Regions from separate parts of the Sus scrofa genome. Here region 1 is linked to region 2. Evidence: chromatin contacts called from public HiChIP or PLAC-seq data. All regions are on one chromosome and are shown on one strand. Each heading gives the region's core, a stretch centred on a gene start, on an enhancer-like site or on the middle of the called end of the contact. The rest is flanking DNA. Distances are from core to core; before and after follow the strand shown.

Region 1 (6,269 bases), core at 3,222-5,721, 95 kb after region 2:
TCCACAATGAATTAATACTTGTAATACATTTAGAAGAGTGTTAGGACATGATAAGCACCTAATAAAATTTACTGCAGTAATAATAAGTATTATTATGATTTTATTCAAATATTATTATTATTGCATTGACATAGGCCAGTGATTCTCAGCCTTGGCTACATGTTAGAGTCACTTTAAAAAACACTGATGTGTGAGAATTCACTTGTAGTGTAGCAGGTTAAGGATCAGGCATTTCACTGCTGTGGCGTGGGTTTGATCCCTGGTCTGGGAACTTCCACATGTCATGGGTGAGGTAAAAAAAAAGAAGCTCCACATCACATGCCTTTAGGGAACTAAAATTTAAAACAATAATATGATAACATTATGCACCTATTAGAATATTAGAATGGGTAAAACCCAAAACACTGACAACACCAAATGCTGATGAGAATGTGAAACAATGTGAAGCCTCATTCACTGCTTATGGAAAATACGGTACAGCTACTTTGAAAAACAGTTTGGCAGTTTCTTACAAAAGTAAACATATTCTTGCAGGGAGGGAGAATTAGATGAAGGTAGTCAAAAGTTAGTCAAAACTTCCAATTATAAGAAAAATATGTACTAGGGATGTACATGATAACATCATAAAGCTAACACTACTGAACATTATAAATGAAAATTAACAAAGTCCTAAGAGTTCTCACCACAAGGGAAAAATAACTTGTTAATTTTTTTCTTTAATGTGGTATCTACATGAAATGTTGGATGTTCACTAAACCTACTGTGGAAATCATTTCATGACATATGTAAGTCAAATAATTACGTCGTACACCTTAACCTTACACAGTGCTGTATATTAATTACATCTCAATAAAACTGAAAGAAGAAAAAAAAACCCAAACATATTCTTACCATGAAATCCAGAAATTTTGCTCCTTGGTATTTACCCAAATGAGTTGAAAACTTAGGTCCATGTAAAACCTTGCACGTGGATGTTTATAGTAGCTTTATTTTCATTGCGAAAACTTGGCAACATTCAAGAAGTCCTTCAGTAGGTGGATGGATAAACTGGGGTACATCTAGATGATAGACTATTATTTAGCCCTAAAAAGAAATGAGCTATTAAGTCATGAAAAGACACAAAAGAAACTTAAATGCATATTACTAAGTGAAAGAAACATGAAAAGACTACATACTGTATGGTTTCATCTATAACATTCTGAATAATGTTAAGACAATAGACACAATATAAAGATCAGTGGTTGTCAAGGGTTAAGGGAGAGGAAAGGATAAATAGGTAGAGCACAAGTGATTTTTAGAGCAGTGAAACTATTCTGTATGGTACTATGATAGTAGGTATGTCTCATGATACATTTGCCAAAATCCATAGAATGTATATTTCTAAGAGTGAACTCTAAGGTCAACTATGACTTTGAATGACAATAATGTGTCAACAAAGGCTCATTAATTGTAACAGATGTACTACTCAGGTAGGGGATTTTAACAGTTGTGCTTGTACATGCACAGGAGATATATGGGTATTCTCTGTACTTTCGCCTTAACTTTGCTGTGAGCCTAAACTACTCTTAAAAAAAAAGTCTATTAAAAAAAAAAAAAAAAAGGTTCTCCAAGTGACTCTAATGTGCAGCTAAGGTTGAAAACTACTGGCCTAGGTTCTTTGCATACATAATCTCCTTCCACTCTTCTAACACTTCAATATTCTGTAATAACCTATAAGGAAAAAGAATCTGAAAAAAAATACATATATATAAAACCAAATCATTATGTTGTACACCTGAAACTAACATACTATAAATCAGCTATATTTCAATAAAAATAATTGAGGTTATTCATTTACATTCTGATATATCTTTAAAAAATATTTTAAAGATATATTTCTTCTTCATTCTTCTTTTTTTTTTTTTTTTTTTTTTTTTTTTTTTTTTTTTTGTCTTTTTTTTTGTTGTTGTTGTTGTTGCTATTTCTTGGGCCGCTCCCGCGGCATATGGAGGTTCCCAGGCTAGGGGTCCAATCGGAGCTGTAGTCTCCGGCCTACGCCAGAGCCACAGCAACGCGGGATCCGAGCCGCGTCTGCGACCTACACCACAGCTCACGGCAACGCCGGATCCTTAACCCACTGAGCAAGGGCAGGGACCGAACCCGCAACCTCATGGTTCCTAGTCGGATTCGTTAACCAATGCGCCACGACGGGAACTCCTCTTCTTCATTCTTAACGCCAAAAACTAGGCCCTTTGGGCTCTTCCTCCCTCCCTCCACTACTGGGGGACTTTAGCAATCTCCCAGTTAGTCTCCTTGTCTAGGTTTTTAGCCATTCTGGACACTCTGGCCCTATACATCTAAGGCCCAGAACTTTTTCAGTCAATGTTCTAGTCCAGAACATGTTACCTCACCCTAAATTCTGGATCCCACATAAGACCCTTCTCACTTTAGCTCTTATCTTCTCTATCATTGCTTAATGCTGGTTTTTTGCTTGAGGTGCTGGTCCTCCTTCCTGTGTCTCAGAACATAGGGTTTGCTTGTATTCTTTCTCCTCCCTTGTGGTGTTCACATTCTACCCACTCTTCAAGGTCCAAGAGGAACCCACCTCCTCCTTAAAGATTTTCCTGCAGCTCTTAAGTCACATTCATAGCTCACAAATAATTATTCTCATGTGTTGTAGTTCTGACAAGATAGTTGGAATGTTCTACTCTTTTCTCTGAGTTTCATCTGTTAACAGGAGACCTAGGGACACTTACCTGCCACAGTCGGACAAGTACTTATAGATATCTTCAGTGCAAATCTGTAATTTCCAAAATACTAGTTCTTCAAGCATATGGTGAACCCAATCTAACTGCTTAAAAGAACGCTTCTCAAATACTATCATATAATATTCATGTTTGTTTAAAAGATGAAAAAGTGAGAGTACAGTGGGTGTCTGGGCATGGGTTTACCTATCTCACAAACCAAGGCATTAATTTCTTGATTTTAAAAAAAGGAAGCTATAGTCACATTTCCAATTAATTATATCCTAAATATCTCCATGTACGTACCATAAGCAAATATATTTTGTTTTCAACGCCTGTGAAACAGAACGTCCGAAGGGAATAATTACAGACATTCTTGCGACCAAAACCCACAGGAAAAAATCAAAAGCACACTCGCAGTGCTGCTGCTTACTGGGGACGCCATTGGGCCTGAATTCACGCTTTTGGGAGCCTCAGTTCTCTCATCCGTACAATGGAGAGAACACTCGACAATATTTACTTCCCCGGAGTTGTGAAAGATTTTCTTTCCAACGAACTGCGGGCGGTTTGCCTCCTAGGACCGAAGGGAGGCGCTTCTCCTCCCGCGACACTTTTCGGTGCTCGAGGAGGGGTGACCAGTTCTTGGCCGGGTACGGTCGCCCTGGTAGGACGCCAGGCAAAGACAGCCTGGGCCGCAGGTTTGACGTGCAGCCTGAGTGCCGTCAGCAGGAGCGCGCCAAGTGTGTACACACCGTGCAAAACACGCTGAGCGTACGTGCAGCCGCGCGTGCGGGGTGGTGGGAGCGCGCTCCGATTGATAGCATAGTGAAGGTGCAGGGCGTACGATAGTAAAGCGACAGCTGACAAGGCCGAGGGAGACCGAGGCCCGGAGTGCGAGAGAGACCAGAGAGAGGCGGCGACGCGTCCCGCCGCCTGGCACCCAGGGCTGGCGCCCCTTGCGCCACTGGCCGACCGGCACCTGCAGCGCCCCACGTGGCGGCCGGCGAGGTCGCAGTCAGTAGAGCCCATTTGCTCCGCCTCCGCGCCGCACGGCTGCCCTCCGCAGCTTCCCCGCCCGGCTCTCCCCCGACCCTCCTCCCTTCCCCCTCCCGGATCGCGATGGACGCGGCCTCCCCCGCCGCCGCCGCCGGCAGCACCGCGCGGGCCTCTGAGCTGTAAGGCCGGAGGAGCCGCGTGCCGGGGACGGGACGTGCGCTGGCTGCCGCTGGTCTGGGGAACCTCTCGCTTCCCCGTCACCAGGTCCCCGCGGAGGAAGGGGAGGGACGAGGAGCGGCTTTTCCTGTGCCGCTTGCCCGGCTCGACCTGCGCGGCCTGCGGCTTCCTGGGAACTCTAGGGCCGCGGCCGGGCCTGGCTCTGCCCGCGGCCTGCTTGGAGCTGGACCGGAGTGGTTTGGGAGGACAGGCCCGGGTAAGAGCTTGAGGGAAGGGGAGGCGGGGACTCCCTGGGCGGTCGGAACGGCCCTGGTGCCGGGATGAGGGATGCCCGGCGGCGGGCTGGGAGCGAGACCCCGGCCCCTGGTAAGGTCGGCGGCACTGCTGTTGACTTACCCTCTTAGCCCCTTTGTTTCCCAGCCTTGGCTCTGCCCGGGGCGGGACCCGGCTTGTCCAAGCCGGAACCTACGGCAGCCCCCCCCCTCCCCTTGTCCTTGAGAAGGTTTCGCCGCCCGGCGGGGCCAGGGACATCTCCCCGGGCCTCGGAGTTCCGGGCGCCGCTCCCGGGAGACCCATCTCCGAGCCCGCCTCGGTGGCCTCCTCTAGGGTAGAGAGGCTTGCTGCTCCTCCTCCAAAACTTCCCCCTCCTTTTCGACACAGGTAGCTAACTTAGCCGGGTTTGGTGCCAGGAAACCGGAGCGCGGTGCCTGCGCCTCTCGGCGCGGGGTCGAGTGGGCCTAGGGTGTTGGGTCACCCCTGCTGACGGCCGCCGTTGGGTGCCCACTGGAACCTGCCGCTGGGTTTATACACCTGCACCTGGGTTGCAGGGGACCCAAAGCCGTCTCTCCTTCACGGCACTTACGAGCTTTTGTAATGACTTGCCTGTTGTGGTTGCTTTTCCTTCGCTGTTGTTGTTTTTAACCAACTGCCCACTCTATGGGGACAGGGAAAGAGGACCATAGATTAGCCTATATTCTGATCCGTAATGTGTTAGTCCATTGTACTTACTTTTAGCATTTCTTTTAAAACTTTTAAAAACAGTTGCCAAAACAGCCAAAATTCCTAATCAAGTTTTTATTCCTAGATAGATCTTGTGTCTATCATTTGTATTTAGATATGGTAAGAATAGCAGTAAGTAAATCGAGAAGTCGGCAGAATTTATGAAATTGGAGGTAATTTTAAAATAGAAACTTAATTTGGAGAGGGATTAGATCAAAATTCTTAGTCTCCTTAAAATACTGATTCTCATCCTTATCCGAAGATCAGTTTTGGGTCGAGGAGGGGAAAGACGTTTGCTGAAAAAAAAGAACTCATAGTAAGGTGTTGTTTGCCTTTTGGCACAGACATTAGTGATAGCAGTACTGGGATAGGAAGCTTGTTTAACTGTCTTTGACAAAGACGGCTCAGGTTTCCAGTTAAGCAGCAACCTAATCAGCTTATATTCTTGTTCAAAACTGGTTTTTATTTAGTGTGATATATGAAGTTAAACCGAGGAATAAGGAAAGTTGAAAAACTGCATTAAGCTCTCTATCCACACACACTTATGAGTCTTTTCTAATTCCAGGAGGACACCACGAAAATTTGGCTCTGGCCCGTGTAAAAGAAAAAAAAAATTTAAACCCACCCTGATCATTTCTGGACATTTAGAGGAATTTTTGCTTTTACTTTTTTAATTTAAGCAAAGAGCCTTTAAAAAAAAAAAAACCATGGCAGATGTGGATCCAGATACATTGCTGGAATGGCTGCAGATGGGACAGGGAGATGAAAGGGACATGCAACTAATAGCCCTTGAACAGCTATGCATGCTGCTTTTGATGTCTGACAACGTGGATCGTTGTTTTGAAACGTAAGTACATCCCTTCATCATCTTCCTTTGGAGTTGCTGTAGTGACATCTACATGACATGTTTTCAGCCATTTCCTGATTTTAGCTTCTGTAGAATTTTCTTCAGTGAGTTTTAAAACTTTTAAAAAGTTTCTGCAGTTTTGCATTTGTATTTTTCTGAGAAATAAAAATTGGTAGGTGAACTAACTCCAGTAATGATAGTTACGACACAAATACATGTTTGTTGAATGAATAGGAATTAGTAGGGAATACTAATTTTAACCTTGTGTGTGATTGATCCATTTTCAGAATATTTTATGAACTGGGAAATACAAATACTTCTTTAAGGTTGGTTATTTCTGTATGAAAAAAATTGGCCTGAAATTAACAAAAGAATACAAACTATAATGAATATATGTTTCCAGTTGCCCTTGGTATTAATTCATGACACTGCCTTTGTTAAAGCAAATGATTGGTTTGTAAATTTCAGTTTGGAGCAGGTATAAATTAGACCTTACCCATATAACATACTTTTTGGAATAGTAGAAG
Region 2 (6,808 bases), core at 2,393-4,892:
CTAATGATTTGTATTGCCATAAACTTTTCAGACTAAAAGCAAGTAACATAATCTGAAAATCTATCACCTAATTTTGTAGAAGAAATTTACTTCACAGAACCTTGAGTTTAAGTTGGAGGGAAAAAATTTTAAGCCCAGTAATATATATTTAAAGGGTAATAGGCCAATTATTAAAACCTTTAGGAGTTCCCGTCATGGCTCAGTGGTTAACAAACCCAGCTAGTAACCATGAGGTTGTGGGTTCGATCCCTGGCTTTGCTCAGTGGTTAAGGATCTGGCATTGCCATGAGCTGTGATGTAAGTTGCAGATGTGGCTCGGATCCCATGTGGCTGTGGCTGTGGCATAGGCTGGCAGTTACAGCTCTGATTCGACCCCTAGCCTGGGAACCTCCGTATGCTGTGGGGTGGCCCTAAAAAGACAAAAGACAAATAAATACATAAAACCTTTGTGCTTTCATTTTAGGTAATAGTACTTACATTTCTGCCTTAAGGACTTCCTGTCTGTTGGGTTGTGCAGTGATGCAAGATAACCCAGACTGCCTCGTCCAAGCTCAGGCCATCTCTTGCCTTCAGCAGCTTCATATGTTTGCTCCACGACATGTCAACTTGTCTAGCCTAGTCAGTTGCCTCTGTGTGAGTATAAAATTATAAATGAGACCTTAGTTTCTTTTGTTGGAAATTTAAATTTATTTTAATTATTCTCTGGACTGTATACTGTAGCTATTTACCTTCAGTTCTAATCTTTTTGGGGGGTAAGGGACAACTTTCATACAGTCACGTCTTGAACCTCTCATATATTGATTAATTTTTCTCCCATTTATGTTGAAGTTAATATTTAGAATATTTGTTCATTAATCAGTAGAATTATATTGAGTGCTGATATTCCAGGTAGTGTATAAATGCTGTAGGATGTGGAAAAATATATGTGGTAACATCTTTTTTTTTCCGTACTTCTTTCTCTGTTCCAAACTATTACATATAAAGCTCTTTTCATCGCAGCTGGGCAAATAAAATTTTTCCTCGATATTCTTGCAGTATATGCATCAATATCTGGGTTCTAATAGGGTGTCTCATGAATATAGACAGGTGAAAATAATTAACAAAATGTTCTAGTGAGGTGATTTATAATTATCAGTGGTTTTAAGATTTGCCTTGATATTATCATAATGGAAAAGAATATGAAAAAGTGTATCACTGAATCACTTTGCTGTACACCAGAAAATAAAATATTGTAAATCAACTGTATTTCAGTTTTTAAGATTAAAAAAAGAAAATCTTACCCTTTGCATCACCAGTTTCTCTCTGGACTTGCCTTGGAAAGTTGAGTTACATTTGGAGTTCAAACAAGACATTGTTGCTTTTCAACTTTTTCTGCCCCTGAAATGTTCACAGCACACTTCCCTTAGTGACATGATAACTGAGAATCATTACTTTAGACAGACCTTTCATTTTCAAGCTTGAGATAAAATATGCAGCATTTGCTAAAACATCATTAAAACCAATCTTCTCAATAAAAAGATACACACCAAAAAGTGAAATATTTTGCCTGAGGTATCTAGTAGTGGTGGTTCTTTGTAGAGTCCAGGTTTATGAACTCCTTGTCCTGCCCTCATTTCACTGCTTAATATTAACTGTAGTTATCGGTAGCTCTCAACTCTGCCCCCTCCTAGTTTGTGGCCTTAGGGACATCCCATAATCTCTACCCTCAGCTGTCTTTAATGAGGATAAGATGCTACCTGAAAAGACACTTGTCCCAGCACTTAATAACCACTAAATAAATAGTAGCTGTTTCTGTTTTCTTAATATGTAACTTAAACATAACATTATATTAATCTTCATGCTGATTTTCGTAGTCATAATTAGGTTAAGACCCTTAAAGAGAGGATGCGACTGAATTTTCTAGTAGAAGCTTTGGTTTCTGTCTGGGTTAAACATGTATTAGAACAGCACTTACTAGAAAAGAATTTTAACTTTATCATTCAATGACTTTTCCCCCAGGAATACTACTCTTTATATTCAAAAAATCATTGTCGGAGTTCCCACTGTGGCACAACGGAATTGGCACTCTCTCCACAGTGCCAGCATGCAGGCTCGATCCCTGGCCCAGCACAATGGGTTTAAAGAATCCCATGTCGCCACAGCTGAGGTATAGGTCGCAACTGCGGCTTGGATCTGATCCTTGGCCCAGGGAACTCCATAGGCCTCGGGGGCAAAAAAAAAGAAAAAAATTGCCAAAACCAGTTATTGAAAAATATCCACTCCTGTGCAAGTTGATCTTTCTACTCACCAATTAAATATAATAATACTGCCATTATTTTGAGTCACAGTAGAAATTTTCCATTAATAGCCTTTTAAAATTTAACAGATAAATGCATGAATTCATTTATTAAGTAAAGTTTATTGAGAAATAAAGGGCAAGACTAACTGCTAATTCATGATGAATTAGATCTGATCAAGTGTGGTACTATTTTCTTTTCCTCGACTGAGACAAAGTTTACGTATAAAGAAAAAGAGAGACTATACAGATTTTTCTTTTAGGTCCATTTGGAGCAATTGAGAAAATCAGAAGTAACAATTACAAATCTTATTCATGTCACTCATAATACTTAAGCTGTAAAATGATTTTTTTCTTATAAATAATTATATTCAAAAATTGCTATCACTATAGTGTGTTAATTTTATGAATTAATAATTTTGCTTAGTAAAGCTTTTATTCTAAATTTATATTTTAGAGTATTCCCTCTAGTAAGGAAATTGCTTTTGCTATCCTATTAAAATACTTTACGAATCAGGTTTGTTTTTTTTTTCTTCATAGGATTTAATTATTTAGCATGAACTATTTTCATATTAATTGAAACTCCCTGAATATTCAGAATACATCTCATCATTAGGAAAGAATCATATTATAAAGGGGTTTCTTCTAACTGCATGCTGTTTAACTTCCATTCTGAACTTGGCCTTAGCTCACTAGCAGTTATAACTACTATCAATTTTAAAACTTGGCTTCTAAGAATAAAAGTCTATAATTAACTTGTGATGAGATAAACCATTAACTTTGTCCCTTGCTGGACACCTGTTCATGCGAACTTAATCCAGATCACTCTTTCACGCTCATGTCTGCTTGATCTGGTTTTGTTATTGAGGCTTAATGAAAGATTCCAAAGGAAAGCCTAATTATACAAATGTGTATTTTGAAATTACTGTATTTTTATATCTTTGCATCTTGAGTTGACTATTTCTAAAATCTTAGCTCAACTCACATTTTAAGTTGGAAAATGAAGTATTTAATGGTGTATTTTTGAAGCTGAAGCTAAGCCAATATGAATGATAGCTCTGTCAACATTTATATTTTAATACTTAGCTGACTATTGTCAAAGTCATCCTAGTATTTATCTTTTGGTTTTGTCATGACCGGTCTGTCATTTGTTTTTGTGCAGGAGATCTTGTTGGATAATTCTGTGTTGGTAGGTCCCTGACCCTCGATTCCTAACTTTTTGAGATTTGCAGTGCTTTTTCTTTGTGGGTTTTGGTTTTTTTTTTTTTTTTTTTTTTGGTTGTAAATGTCCTTGTTTTCCTTTGCATCTCTTTGTTTCAGCTAACCATTAATGCAAAGTCCAGTGTGTGTAGCATGTTATATGGTGATTATTTAATACCACTGTAAACAAATCCTCCCTAACCTTCTCCAGCTGATGCACTCACTCCCTGTGCTTAATTTTGCATCATTTTCACTTAATACATTCACTTCAGAAAGGAATTGTAATCACAGTTTGATTTAATTTCTGTATTTTGCCTGCTCAGTTTGTTTGCCTTAATCCACTCTATTCCTTTTCCCAATATAAATGCTGGAGAATGACATGGAGATATTAAGCATCCCATTTTGCTTTGTGTGACAGTTCTCTGTACCAAATACCTAAAGAGTGCTTTTGAGCATGCTTTTTTTAAAAGATTGTTTGACCAGCCTGAATTAAGTACTGTGCCTGCCTTGTATTATATGCTTGTAAAAACTCCTATTAAAATAACTAGTAGTTTTATTAAATTTTCTTTAAAATTGTCTTCTCATAGAGTGCTGTTTTGTCACTGTTGTTAAATACAGCCAAAATCTTGGGCATGAATAAACTTCACCTTTTTTACATTTTAACTTCTCTGTTATCCTTTGTACTAGTTTCTAACAGCAGAGTTCTTAACCATGACTAGAACAACATGACCTTGACATTGTTAATGGCATTCTTCTCTTTCCACTTTTGAGTTCATGGTATCACTTGAGAGTATAATAGAATATATTTATAAAGCAGTTCTCATCCAAATGTTTCACTGGTGATATAGTCACACACCTTTTTGTCCTCTAGCTTCTCATAAAATTAAGGATTTAACTTTATTTGCAAGTGTCTTATATGTTAAAAACTAGTTGCCCCTACCTACTCATTTTTCTTAGAATTTTGCCTCTGCTCTTTTCAGCAAACTCACCTGCTTCAGTCCTGTTTTTTGCACACAAATGAGATCTGAAGAGGACCTAAAAGTATTAGGCCAATTTTTTCCAAGTTATGTTTGGAAAATCACTATTATAAGGCATATTTAGGAGTTTCCGTGGTGACTCAGTGGTTAACAAATCCGACTAGGAACCATGAGGTTGTGGGTTCGATCCCTGGCCTTGCTCAGTGGGTTAAGGATCTGGCGTTGCCGTGATCTATGGTGTAGGTCGCAGATGCGGCTCAGATCCTGCATTGCTGTGGCTCTGGTGTAGGCCAGAGGTTATGGCTCTGGTTAGACACCTGGCCTCCATATGCCGTGGGAGTGGCCCAAGAAATGGCAAAAAAAAAAAAAGACACACAAACACACACACAAAAACACATATTTACTGTCATAAGCCACAGCAAACTGGTCTTTATTTTCATAGTTAGAACAAAATGAATTTCAGAATCTATAGGCTTTATCCTACTTATGAAATCACTGAGTAAGAATTTGTATTCAGAAACTTTTCACTTGTTTTAATTGTTCATTTAAGGTATATCACCAGTTGTATCATTTTACCCTAGATAGACACAACCTATTGAGATTTACATTGTTTAAATACTTATAAGCCAGAATTCTCTAACCTATTGAGATTTACATTGCTTAAATACCTCTAAAACAGAGTTCTCTTGCAGCACAGCAGGTTAAGGAACAGGCATTATCACTGCTGTGGCTCAGGTCGCTACTGTGGTGTGGGTTTGATCCCTGGCCTGGGAACTTCTGCATGCCACAGGCATGGCAAATAAAAAAAAGCAAAACAAAACAAATTTCTAAGTAGAAAGCATATGTATTGAGTCTGTCATTCTGAGTAGAAGTATCCTATATCTAAAATATTTACATTTCTATGTACATATATGTATATCCATATTTAAGTAGATATATATATATGAAATTTACTATGTGTAATGTTTGTCTCTAGAGAGCATTTTTGGTGAATATATTTTCTGAGTAAAACTGTTTATGCCTTTATTTGAAAATGCGTTTTCTTACACTGTATGTCATCTAAATTACTGTTGATAGAGGCTACATTAATAATAACTAATGTTTATTGAGCACTTACTATTTTCCAGGTAATTTTGCATGTTTCTTTGTGCTCACAACAGCCCTGTGAGATAGGGTAGGGGTAGTGTTATCTCCATATAACAAATGAGGAAACCAAGGCACAGAGAGATTAAATAACTTGCCCACGGTCACACAGTCATAGATCTAAGACTCAAACTGAAGCAGTTTGACTCCAGAGCCTCCATTTTAAGCAGTATGCTAATACTGCTTATATGGATTTGTATAAATTTCTACTTAGAGATTTGTAAAACACTATAATATAGTTGCATGAGCACAAATATATAAATGGCAAATAAATTATCTCAGTTGAATCTCATGTCTCTCAAAACTAGTTTACGCATATAAATTTGTGTCTTCTAACGTTGTCAAAAGGCTTTTGCTTGGATTTGTTCATGAATATTGCATAGTCGAGTACATGTATTACTTCTTAAGCTATTTCTAAGTTATATAATGAAGAAATATGTGCTAGGGTAGTTGAAGAAGTTTCTGTGTTTTTAATAACTTGTTTCCAGCCAAGCGATGGGCTGGACAAAATGAGGAGGGGTCCAGTGATTGTATGTTAGACTTATTGAATGCCACCAAGAATTTCAGCTCTTTTATTTCCCAAATGGTATTTTTCAGGTGAATCTCTGTAGTCCCTATTTGTTACTGAGACGAGCGGTACTGGCTTGTTTACGTCAGCTTGTTCAGAGAGAAGCAGCTGAAGTTTCAGAACATGCTGTTATGCTTGCTAAGGATAGCAGAAAAGAGTTGACTCTAGGTAATTCTTTTTATCAGTATTATCTCCAGCTCAAATGATTTTTTTTAATCTTCAATCTTCTATATGAACAAAGCTTTTTAAATGAAATTCAAAAGTTAATATAGAATGTCTTAAGCTTGCTACAGATAATGTTGCTAGTAATGATTATCATTCCAACCAGTGATATTACTGGTTTAGAGTGATGGTTTCAAACTTAGGCCCTCTAGACCAGCAACATCTACCTTAGCTGGGAACTTGTTAGAAATGCAAATTATTGGGCCCCATCCCAAATCTGCTAAGCCAGAAGTCTGGAGTAGAGCCCAGCAATCTGTTAGCTACGTTTCTACAATCCCTGTGTTTATGTGTATTGAAGTGTAAGAGCCATTAGTTTAAAATGAGTTTTTTTACAACAATCAATTGAAATTCATTTAGCTCATTTATCATATGTGCCTTCCTTCCCCCAAAATCTCATTTCATAAAATTTCTCATAGATGAGTC

Evidence for each region. HiChIP or PLAC-seq counts read pairs in DNA pulled down with a chosen protein or histone mark.
Region 1: an H3K27ac HiChIP or PLAC-seq map of skeletal muscle shows a contact between it and region 2. The contact joins the promoter of LOC110261745 here to the enhancer-like site in region 2. A contact is called at or near these places in 1 of 5 promoter capture datasets (liver), 3 of 47 Hi-C or Micro-C datasets (embryonic fibroblasts, heart right ventricle and liver) and 2 of 2 datasets of contacts at active chromatin or transcription factors (alveolar macrophages and skeletal muscle).

What each region holds. Positions count from the first base shown.
Region 1 is chr7:68,314,674-68,320,942 of Sscrofa11.1, forward strand. LOC110261745 reads right to left here and starts at 4,472. Exons shown (of 3, transcript XM_021100055.1): 1 at 4,419-4,472; 2 at 3,030-4,361; 3 at 891-1,083. The coding sequence starts at 4,472. The coding sequence ends at 3,240. HECTD1 (E3 ubiquitin-protein ligase HECTD1) reads left to right here and starts at 3,494. Exons shown (of 41, transcript XM_021099884.1): 1 at 3,494-4,152; 2 at 5,461-5,742. The coding sequence starts at 5,603.
Region 2 is chr7:68,220,294-68,227,101 of Sscrofa11.1, forward strand. It overlaps HEATR5A (HEAT repeat-containing protein 5A), which reads left to right. Exons shown (of 38, transcript XM_021099894.1): 23 at 464-633; 24 at 6,193-6,331. Among named protein-coding and RNA genes, the nearest start is that of HEATR5A, 80 kb to the left of the region's middle. Within about 2 kb of position 3,643, at least 7 of the 83 cell types and tissues checked have an H3K27ac peak or open chromatin away from gene starts, as enhancers often do. A contact at or near this core is called in liver and skeletal muscle, where this site is marked.